2 separate regions of the Mus musculus genome follow, and region 1 is linked to region 2. Evidence: chromatin contacts called from public Hi-C data. All regions are on one chromosome and are shown on one strand. The core of a region is the stretch at or near the end of the contact, and the rest is flanking DNA. Distances in the headings are between cores, read along the strand shown. Region 1 overlaps Anks1b (ankyrin repeat and sterile alpha motif domain containing 1B). Region 2 overlaps Anks1b (ankyrin repeat and sterile alpha motif domain containing 1B).

Region 1 (5,479 bases), core at 1,913-4,412, 110 kb before region 2:
AATAGAAACACAAAGTTCGAGGGGAAAAAGAAAACCCCAAAGAAGCCCACCCAGTGCAACTGAAGACTTCAGGCTGTCCACTCTACTGGGGGGGGGGGGGGGATTCATCAAGTCCTAGGTTTAGGAACCTTCATCTAAGTATCAAAAAGATATTCCTGGCCTCTCCTCCCCACACTCCCAAAGTGGAGAGACGAAAGCTGGTAACAGAGGCATTTAACAGAACCTAAGAAAAGCACAGGGCATCCAACCAGGGCTGCATAGAGCTTGAGCTGAACCATTGCTGCAATTTCTTTGGACTGCAAAGTAGCTGGGCAAGAAACCACAACTAAATGGGTTTCCCCCAAAAGGTTGGGGGAGATGTAAGAAGTTGCTCACACCATGTTTAGGCACAGCTGCCCAGGCACCAGGGAGACCAAAAGAAATAGCAGGGCAGATACATCAGTGTTTGAAAGAGAAGGTGGATGAGAAGAAGGAAGGGGAGGAGCAGAGATGAGAAGAAGGGAGGGAGGGAGGGGGGGGGGAAGGAAAGAAAATACAGCATAAAGGTTAAGCTTAGAACTTTGTGCAGCTACACAGAAGGAAATTCTTGCACAAACTTCCCACCACAAAAGAACGCGTTCAACAAAGAACTGAACCTTAGAGGCAGAAGAATGAAAAGATTTGAATGTGATGAAGAGGGCTATTCCAGACCCCAGGATACAGTGAAGGAGCAAGCGGTATGATTTTAGAATCCATAAGCTACTTAGAAGCATCAAGAAATTAGAGTAGACACTTCTGAAAACTGACTTGCTGACAGAAGAAAGCACTGACTGACATACTATGGGCAGAGATGAGGATGACGAAAGAGTAGGCAATAAAGGATCAACCAATGAGGAAGAGATAGAGACAAAAGGTAAGAGGAAGAGAATTATGGCCCCAAGGGAGGCAGCAATATGAATGGATTATAACCTACGTTCAAAGACATGGTCAGGGCTGCACCAAGCTTAAACAGCATGCCGTATTGTAGGTGGTGACACAGAACCTAAAACAGCTAGACACTCAACCGCACTACTAGACTCTACTCAGAGAACCTTCTAGATCTCGGGCAGAAAACTCCACTATTTACAAAGGGCGACGGCGAACTGGTCAGTATTAAATATTATTGATCACTGACCTGACGGCTGCAAAATTACAAGGGGAACATGGCAGGAAAACCTTACCCTCAGGCACGCTATTGTTCAATAATAAAACCACCCAGAGGACATCCCCAGACTGTTAGGAAACATACAATTCAGAAATGCAGTATCTATGACTTTCCCTTGACACTGATACAAAACTCCCAGTTAATGATGACATTGAGGCAATTAAGAGATGAACCATAGAACTTGGTTGGAATGAAGAGGGTTCAGTAGGCTAAAGAGGCACCGAGACTCACAGGAGGGTCCCTACACCAGCTCCCTTGCCATTCCGTCATATTTCCATCTTCAATATCTGTGTGTTTTTCATCATTTACACACCATTTCCAAGTCTGTACCACTGTAGTCACGACTACAGATTACAAAGTAACTGTTGCAAGCATGGTGAACGTAAGTTAATTTAAATGTACTTGTCAGCCAGGAAGGGAGGTAGACAGTAATAAGTCATTCAAACCAAAGAACCCATGTAATGTGTTTAAAATTGGGATGTGTGGTATTTGTAATGAAATACCTTCAACCGTAAAGTGTGTTTACTACAAATCTAACAAAGCTTAGCTAGTGAGGCTCTTTACTTACAAGGGTGGTGTGTGTCTGTGTGTGCATGCGTGTGTGGTCAATCAATGCTGTGTGTCTTCCCCCACTCATCCCTACCTTACTTTTTGAGACCAGTTCTCTCACTGAACATAGCATTCATTGACTGGGATAGGCTGGCTGGCCAAAACAGCCCTCCCTCTAGGGATCCACTTTTCTTTACCATTTCCCCCCATACTGGGAATACAGGCACCAGCTGTTGTATCCTGCTTTTGCTGTGGATGCTAAGGATTTGAACTTGGGTACTCTGGCTTGCATGACAAACACTTTAATCATACAAGTGCCCCACCCCCCACCCCTCAGCTTGTTTTGTAGTCTCTGGAAGGGATCACACTGCTGTTATTTTTGTGGAATTGTAACATATACTCCATTTTCCCGACAAGGTTCACAATTTGCATCACTTGTCTATTGAAATCTTAGTCTACCCCTGCTCAAACCTCCTTTCGACCCCATTTTTTAAACATAAGTATAAATATTTCAGGAAATAACTCTTACAGTAAAGATAACATTTACATAAATTTTTTCTTATGTCCATTTTTCTAAGCACAAGAAACTAATTTTGATGCTTCTTCTTTTCTTTTTAATTTAAAAAGACAGTGTCTAGAGCAGGATTCTATCTGGGAATTCATCTATAAATATGAATTATGTGTGGAGAAATGATGCTTGGATGCTTATTCCTAAGTGGTAAAATGTAAAGATATTTAAAGAAGGATTTGTTTATTTTATATTGTATGTAAGTGTGAGGGTCTAAGTATGGCAGGTCATGTGTATAGGTGCCCATAGAAGCCAGAAGGGGGCATCCCAAGATGGCAACTGAATTAGGTCCTCTGGAAGAACATCAAGAGTTCTTAACTGTTAAGCCATTTTTTCTGTTCCTTAGGATAACTGTTTAAACCATTTTTCATTATGTGAATTTCCTAAATATTGATTATTGTCATATTCCAAATATTTCAAAGATAATAGCGAATTTTCCTTTGAAAATGCCAATACATTAGCATCTACTAGTAGAGAATTATTTTTCTCATTGTGTTTTCAATAGTTTTCAAAAGTTTTTCAAGATATCTTCTTCTGAGATTTCCCACATCTCTTCTCATTTTGTGACCACTAGGCCATCGCTGTTCTTCACTGGGCTGCTTCCATGGTCTTCCACATCATGTCCCTGGGTCTGTACTTGCCCTGGCATGATCTACTTTTCACACCACAACCAGGGTATCCTTTCCAAAGGAAATGCTATCAACATCTCTGCCTTACACTGTCTGCCTCATAGTTTCTGCAATAAAGACCAGACTGTTTGCAGTGATTAGCAAAGCTGACCTGAGTTGACCATGATCCAGCCACACTGAATTGCCCTCAGTCTCCAAACACACTGCACTTGTTCCCTGCAAGGGCTTCACTGTGACCTTTGTCCTTGGCCTGGAGTGCTCTTTCCCCAGGTCTCTGCAAGAGCAGGTGTTTCTGGAGGGCTCTGAAGGGCCCTTTCTCATGGCCAGTCTCTGAACAGCTTTCTAAACATGGCATCTTTCCCCACCACATCCCACTAGAACACTTCATCTCACTACTTGGCTTTCAGGGAAAACACACACACACACACACACACACACACACACACACACACAGAGTTTCTCAGCTTGAAGAGGAGGGCTGTCCTTGGAAAGCAATCTTTTGCGATGGTGTTTAGAATTCAGAACATATATTATTTCTAATAAGTCCCGGAACAAATAGTAACCATCAAATTTAGCCCACTGAAATCTACCAGACCCACAACAGGCTCCAATTATGCATGTCAGCAACAAAATACTAGAAAAAAAAATCAACATGATGAATCACCACTAGGAAAAACAGAGTCTAAAAGAAACAGATCAACTTACATGAACAAATTATCATTATCTTTCATAATGTGAGGACTTTGGCAGGTGGTCTAAAGGAGACTTTGGGGCATTTTTAAGGGTGACTGAAGTTCTTCATCTTGGGTTGTTTGTTTTTTCCCCCTGGGTCTAAGTTCATTTTGAAACTCACACGTTTTGGCTCTCTCATCACAGACCCATCCCGAGTACCACTGCCAGTGTTTCTCAGCCACAGTCCTTGTATAAAATTGGATAGGAGGGCAAGGAGGAGGAAAGGTCTCTGTTGCAGCTCTGGGGGGCAGAACACTGCTGGAGTCAGGGAGTCAGGGGATGTGTGTTGCAGCTCTAGGGCGTAGGAGACGGTGGGCGGAGTCAGGGAATGTGCTGTGTAAAAGCTACCAGGGCTAAAGCCAGGAAGTGGCAGGGAAGAAGCCGCCAGTGATATGTGGCCATGGGAAAACTGAAGAACTCTTCCTGCCACCCACTGGAAAATTTCATCTTCCCAGACAGACTGGCTCTTGTCTGGAGTAGCTGTGAGTGGGTACATGGAGGGAGAGTTGGTTTGTAAATAACGTTGAAACTTGGGAGGGGAGGGACCCTGTATTTCTAATTTAAGGCTTTGTCCCAAATTTGGTTTGGCATGAGCTTTTATGACTAATCTGCCAGTATGGAGAAATAGCATCATTCACATGAAGAGTACCAACCAGCCACTCTCTGGGAGAAGCTGGGCAGGCAATGCCTAGCTGGGCCTCCCATTCGGAAAAAAAAAAAAAAAAAAAAACAGACACACAAAATAGTACTAACAGTCCAGAAACACTATAGGGTTCCCCCCTCCCCTGGGTAAATGGATAATGAGGATGGAGAGGACATTTTTATATTTTATAGGTACATGTTTACGACTTCCTAATTTTTATTTTATGTGCATGAGCAGTTTGCCTGCATGTATGAAAGTGCACCCTGGAAGCCAGAAGAGGGAGTCAGATCCCTCAGAAATGGAGTTAGAGGTGGTTGTAAGACACCCATATGGGTGCTGGGAATTGAACCCAGGTTCTCTGAAAGGGTAGCCAATGTCCTTAAACACTGAGCCATCTCTCCAGCCCCCTAGTTAAACTCCATGTTTCTAGAAAATAACTATAACACGCTACTGATTTCTAAGCGGCACAAAACACACCATGGTCTGTTGTAGGTATGGTTATACACAAGTCGTTCTCAAGCCCTAACTGAAATGAAAGAAGTCATAAAATACAGTTATGAAATACATTATTCTAACTGAAATACGCTCTTAAATATTCCCCAAACACAATTTTCTATAGCCAACAAAACGGCTTGGTTTTCAAATGGCTACAAAACCTAGCCCTGTCCAATGCTAATGGAGCTATAGGCATGAGATTCATCTAGAAGTATGGCCAAACTGTGCTGAGAGAACCCAGTAATTCCAACATCTTCCTTTATAGCTCAGAGATTCCTCCATTCGGCTCACTTGGGTATCTAGGAGAAGCCCAGTGTAGTTTCTGATTTTCAGAGCAAGTTCTTGGAGTCCATCATGTGCTCCAGAGCTTCAGTTGAGTTACACTATTGCCAAACTCCAACAGGGAGGCATTCTTAACACTCATTAAAATGACAGTTCTGTTAACAAATGTTACAAAGTCTTTTAACAACTGGGGAGAAGAGCACATGCATTTCTGCTTCCTGTGCTTCGAATTTCATTTTGGTCCTCTCTGCAAGTCCTTCGGGCCTCACATCAGAAAACCACTTGCAAGCCCCCCTCTGCTCAGTAAAAATTGAGAGATTTATCAGACAGACATAAAAAAAAATTTTTTTTGAGAACTAATTTCAGATTCTCATCTAAACAAGCCAATAGGCTTTCAC
Region 2 (5,665 bases), core at 2,674-5,173:
TTATAATTAATTAAACTACTTTCTTGCTTTATATAATGCTCCTGCTTTTAAAGTGCTTTTGTGTGGGTGTGTGTGCTTGGGTGGCTAGGTTACAGCTGCATCCTTTGATTGTATACAGTACACTCTTGTGGGGAGGGGAGTTGAGACAGGGTTTCTCTGTGTATCCCTGGCTGTCCTGGAACTCACTTTGTAGACCAGGCTGGCCTCGAACTCAGAAATCTGCCTGCCTCTGCCTCCAGAGTGCTGGGATTAAAGGCGTGCGCCACCACGCCCAGCTTACAGCACACTTTTAAACCTCATTATTTGACTATAAACCACATGAAGCTTCCATCATTTTTACAATGGGGGCAAATAATAATGATGATTCTGCCCGCACTGCAGGGCATTGTGGGGATTCGTGAGTACACACATGCACATAGTTGTGTATCACTTAATTGGGTCTACATAGTTGAGCACTGCACCAGTCAGTGATGACTTATGTGTGCAACAGTGGTCCCAGAAGATCACATATCACAGTGATGTCACAGTTGCTTTCCTTTGTGCTAAGTAAACTGTGACTATTGTACAACGATGAAACTCCCCAATGACACACTTCTCAGAACGAATTCCCATCGTTAAGTGATACATGACCACACGCATATGGCTGGTGAATTCTCAGAATATCCTAGAAGACAGACAAGATTGTTATTAGTGTTCTCATGATAGATATAGTGGAGGCTTCCTGAGGTTGAAAAATCTGCTTTAATACAGAAGGCTAGCAGTTATGGAGATTGGAACTTTTGCCTTATTAAAATTGTCCCAGCGATTAGTGGTGTGTGTGTGTGTGTGTGTGTGTGTGTGTGTGTGTGTGTGTGTGTAGTAATGCAGAGTAAGGTTATTTAGCAGGTGACAGCAGGGGTGGCTCTCCTGCATGTACAGATGTTTATTACTCTCTTGCCCCCACAAACCCTTCCCTCTGTGATTTTGGATTTTTCTCTAATCTCTTCTTTTTAGAAGGATGCCTGTCATCTTGGAGTAGAGCCGACCCCTAATGGCCTCATTTTAACTCACTGCCTGTTTAAAGATCTTATCTTTAAGCACAGCCACATTCTGGGGTTCTAGGCCTTAGAGCTTTGGAGAAATGAAATTTGATCCACAGTGCTTAGGGAAATTACAAAGAAAATGGTAATTAATATATAACATGTCTTATTTTCTAAGTAAGTGGATCAAAGAGGTTATATGAAATAGTAATTGCTATATTAGTCACGAAACTGATTCCCCAGCACATATGGCTTATATTTAAAATTTTGAAATATAAAAATCCCTTGAATACATTTTCTTATTTATCTCATTTTTAGTAATGTTATGACCATCACTATGTTGAAGATACTGCTAACATACATTGAGTTTACTATGTTCTAGAGTTTCTAATAACATATATGAATATCCCAACTATTATAAAATTAGGAAGCAAAAGACAAAGGAGCTAAATGACTTGCTCAAGGTTTTATGGTTATTAACTAGAATAGCTGAAATGGACTCCAACTGCATCAGTGTTTTTTACTCTGTGGATCTCCTATGTGCTATCGAGTTTCTGCACAGATGGAGTAACTTGGGTCAGAGAACAACTGGAAAATCCAGACATATATGAAGGGATGGATACTGCACTTTACAAAATGAAGGTCAGCAATCCTCAGGAATCAGAAGCCACATGATTGGTCCGTTTTACTGTCTAGGCTGAATACCCAGACAGAACCTCAGGAAGGTGGTACCAAAAGTCTATGTTCTACTCTTACCACATCCCCACCAGCTCAAAGGGCTCTGCCAACTAGACCAGCTGAGACAGATGATATTAAGCAATATGCGAGTAAAGACCTTGATATACTTGGGGACTATGGCTTGGTTGCTAAGCAGGGTTTGCTTGTCATATCTCTTGGTATGCTGCCTGGATCAACTTTAATAGGGATATGAATTGACAGAGCGGGTAGATGTTTAGTAAGAACTGCACATATACAAAGGCTAGCACAATAGAGATGTTGTGTTCATTATTTAAAAAGAAACACATGACATCTTACTAAATGCATTCTTACCAGTTTTTGAAGCATGACCTACACAGTTAGAATTTTTAGAATATTTAGAATAAACAGCCATTTAGAATTACTGAAAGACATATACCATCCATCTATTCTTACAAGGTTACCTGCTACCTCTTTATTCACAGACTATAACTATGTGGGAAGAAGATGGCAACAAAATTACAAAGAATCTCCCTTTCTATACTACTCTGAATTGTTTGAACTAATAAAAACAACTAATTATACCCTGTCACTAAAAATCAAGTATTAACAATGATAACTTTCCTGTTATCAGCTTTTTCAAGGTTGTTGGCTTATGTTAGAAAATGCTTAGGGCTGGCTGTCCCCGCTGCCTCAGAGAGCTACATCTTGTTTAGTCTTTTGCCATTCAGATGTTGTCATATAATTAGCACCAAAAGGCACCTAAGCTTCTATGCTGAAACGGTTCATCTCAATATTCATTTGAGATTTGACCATGCTTCTTTTCACTTAAAATGAAGGAAAAGAAAAAAGGAGTCAGACTTTCAAGTGATCTATGTTGATGCTTACCAACACCTCTTAGTTGCTCCCGGTTGGTGTTTTCAAGGGCAGGTGGATTCTGCGTCTGGTGTTCTGTATGGAACCTGTCCTTGTGCCTGTTTCCGGTAGGGTGGGAAGAGAACAGCTGTCACCTGTCCTGCCTGCTCTGAGAACTCAGCACTGTGTTTGGCACCATGGGGATTTTCCCACAGTGCTTTGCAGGAAAACATCTGACATTTCATGATGATACTTAAACATAAGCTCGACGCGAGCTGGAGGAAGTAATGCGAAACTGGAAAACAGATTAAGAATTTGAAGTGGTCTCTTAAGCCGGGGTGACCCGGGGTGGTTTAAAAGTCCGCTTTATTGACTATTGTACCCTAAAGTGTAAGAGGAGGTTTTCTGACAAGGATTAAGAGAGGAGTTCTGTAAACCTGAATCATGTTTTTCAGAGGTTACTGAAGATCACACTGAGAACAGCTGCTGGGAATGTTAAACACAACCGTGGAGCTTTGAATGGAAGAAAAGCTTCACAAAAGAAAAATATATCATTTTACTGGAAACTTGTGCCTTTGGTGGTGAAGGGACTTGTCAAAGCAGCGATGAGAAAATGGCAGCGCGCATGCCATCCGAACACAGGGACATCAATTAATATGGTTTCTTAATCATAAAAAAAATAAGGTTAAAATATAGATGTAGGCTTCACATGCATCTATGTAAAAAGGAGGCAAGGAACGATCTTCATGGGCTCAGATGAATGGCTACCAACAATAATCCATCCCATGTAATCTAGGATGAATATTAAAACCACAGCCCCAGACACATTTTCCTACTCCCCTTCCTCCCCCAGCCCCCCTCCTCCAGCCCCCCTCCCCCGGCCCCCCCTTTTTAAACCTTTGCAACAAGAAAGATGGAGCCAGCCTTCCTGGTGCCGCCTGCTTTCTGGTTGGAAGAACACCAGACCCACCTAGTGGACATTTCAATTACTGCACACAACTTTTACCTTCGGCCACCGCTGCTGAATTACAGCGCTGACAGAAGCCTTGAAGTGAGATCATTGGTTGCGGTCTCCTTGTGGGTCATAGCAGAAATAGTAATAGTTAATCTCCAACAGATAAAGCTGTCTCTGGCTCCTGAAGGGAAGCCCGTGTCTGCCAACCCCCCGCCACCCCCCCAAAGCCCCCAGCATACTGCTGCAAGCGGAAGGAAGCACCAACAGTCAGTTGGCTGCAGAGACAAGACACCCGATAGGCATCTGGAAGCTTTCAATTTTCCAGGAAAGTCAACGAGCAAGGTGAACAGCTTGGCAGCTGTATCCACCGCGGAGCCCAGCCTTTTGGTGAGCAGGGTGAACTCCACAGAGCACAGCTGACGAATTACACTGTGACCTTTGCGCGAATCCCTGGGCACATAAACTGGGTTTACATTCAATTTCACTTTTTGGAACAGAGTAGCTCATGTGGCTACATTGTACCCAGTGTCCTGTCACTGAGCCAGCTCGGCCTCTGTATCTTGGTAGTCATGGCAGATGTTACATATATTAGACTGTAATTTGGGTCGGAGAAATAAGTGTTCTGGGAGAAAGGACTTTGGTGAAATACAAAAGGTTACAAAGTACAACGTTTTAGCAAATTCGGCTGCTAGGTCAAAGGTGACATCCTTCTACACATGATTTATTTATTATTAGGCATCAGAAGAAAAGGCCGGACATAAGGGGTGCAGAGAGATGTTTCTGTCCTGACTTGTGGGTAGTTGAAATAGTTGGCAGATGGTGGCTTCAGGCTAGGAGTGTGCTCTGTGGCTAGCACTGCCTGGGAAGGGCACATGGATGGACCTGGCGGTCTGTCATTAGAAGCATGTGATGTGCAAACTGTTGCTCCCGAGTTTACTAACAGTTCCTGCTCTTCCATCCCACCCTTCCTCTTCCACATCAATCTCATTGTCTGCCCCCTACTCCCCATGTTTCTCATTAGTACTTCCATCTTCAGCTCATCTCGTCCATCTTCAACATCCTCAACAGCTTCCTTCTTCCGTTTCCTCTTTCTTTCCTCTTTGTCCCTCCTTCCTCCTTCCCTCCCTCCCTTCCTCCTCCTCCTCTTCCTCTTCCTCTTCCTCCTCCTCCTCTTCCATGTCTATGGCTGCATCTGACATGGTAGGGCAGCCAGTGAGAAAGAAATCCAGACTCTAGCTAGAAAGCTGCTGTAGTCCACTGCAGAGGAGGAGTCAGGCACAAAGGTGGCTGCAGCCAGCACAGAGCAAGACTCAGGAACAATGAGCGATCACTCTTTGGAGCAAGTGGTAGGGCCAAAGGGCTTCTTTAAAATAATATTTAGTGTTATCATAGCATATGTTTTAATTAGGGTTTCCAATGCTGTGAGGAGACACCATGACCAAGGCAACTCTTATAAGGGACAACATTTAATTGGCGCTGGCTTACAGGTTCAGAGGTTCAGTCCATTATCATCAAGGCGGGAGAATAGCAGCTTCCAGGCAGGTATGGCACTGGAGAAGGAGCTGAAAGCTCTATGTCTTCAATCCAAAAGAAGCCAGGAGCAGACTGTCTCCATGTGGCTAGGAAGAGGGTCTCAAAAGCCTACCCCTACAGTGACACACTTCCTCCAACAAGGCCACACTTCCTAATAGTGCCACTCCCTGTGCCAAGCATATACAAACCATCACAGCAAAGAACACTTCTTGTCCGGTTAACTTTCTTAAAACCTTCTTAAGCATCCAGGACAGTATTGCTAACGAGGGTCCCAACACTTGCAGAAGATTTCTAGAGTTCATTCCTCTAACTAATTGAAATTTTATTCCTGTTGACTAGCAGTTTTTTACGCCTTACTCCATATCCCAGCAGCCACCACTGAACAACTGTGTGCATTAAACTATTTCAGATAATCTCACAAAGGCAAAACCACATATGATTAAGTCCTTTCTACAGCTTATTCCACTTTGCATTGTCTTCGAGGCTCACCTATGTCATGTCTTTCCATAGATGGTAAAAAAGGGATTCCTTCTTTTCCAAGACCTACTAATATTTCATTACATATGTGGTATGTGTGCATGCACACGCTCATACGCGCGCCCGCACA

What was found. Hi-C and Micro-C count contacts between places; a contact is called where the count stands out from the background.
Region 1: a Hi-C map of cerebral cortex shows a contact between it and region 2, with 2.8 times the contacts expected there. The contact joins two enhancer-like sites. A contact is called at or near these places in 1 of 39 promoter capture datasets (hippocampal neurons), 1 of 15 datasets of contacts at CTCF or cohesin (the NIH/3T3 cell line), 27 of 484 Hi-C or Micro-C datasets (8-cell embryo, the AtT-20 cell line, the CH12 cell line and 12 more), 8 of 115 datasets of contacts at active chromatin or transcription factors (PVALB interneurons, embryonic forebrain, embryonic hindbrain and 4 more) and 1 of 9 other capture datasets (embryonic stem cells).

The regions. Positions count from the first base shown.
Region 1 is chr10:90,833,129-90,838,607 of GRCm38.p6, reverse strand. All of the region lies in intron 17 of Anks1b (ankyrin repeat and sterile alpha motif domain containing 1B), which reads right to left. Among named protein-coding and RNA genes, the nearest start is that of Apaf1, 250 kb to the left of the region's middle. Within about 2 kb of position 3,162, at least 14 of the 459 cell types and tissues checked have an H3K27ac peak or open chromatin away from gene starts, as enhancers often do. A contact at or near this core is called in cerebral cortex, where this site is marked.
Region 2 is chr10:90,726,824-90,732,488 of GRCm38.p6, reverse strand. All of the region lies in intron 17 of Anks1b (ankyrin repeat and sterile alpha motif domain containing 1B), which reads right to left. Among named protein-coding and RNA genes, the nearest start is that of Apaf1, 350 kb to the left of the region's middle. Within about 2 kb of position 3,923, at least 33 of the 459 cell types and tissues checked have an H3K27ac peak or open chromatin away from gene starts, as enhancers often do. A contact at or near this core is called in cerebral cortex, where this site is marked.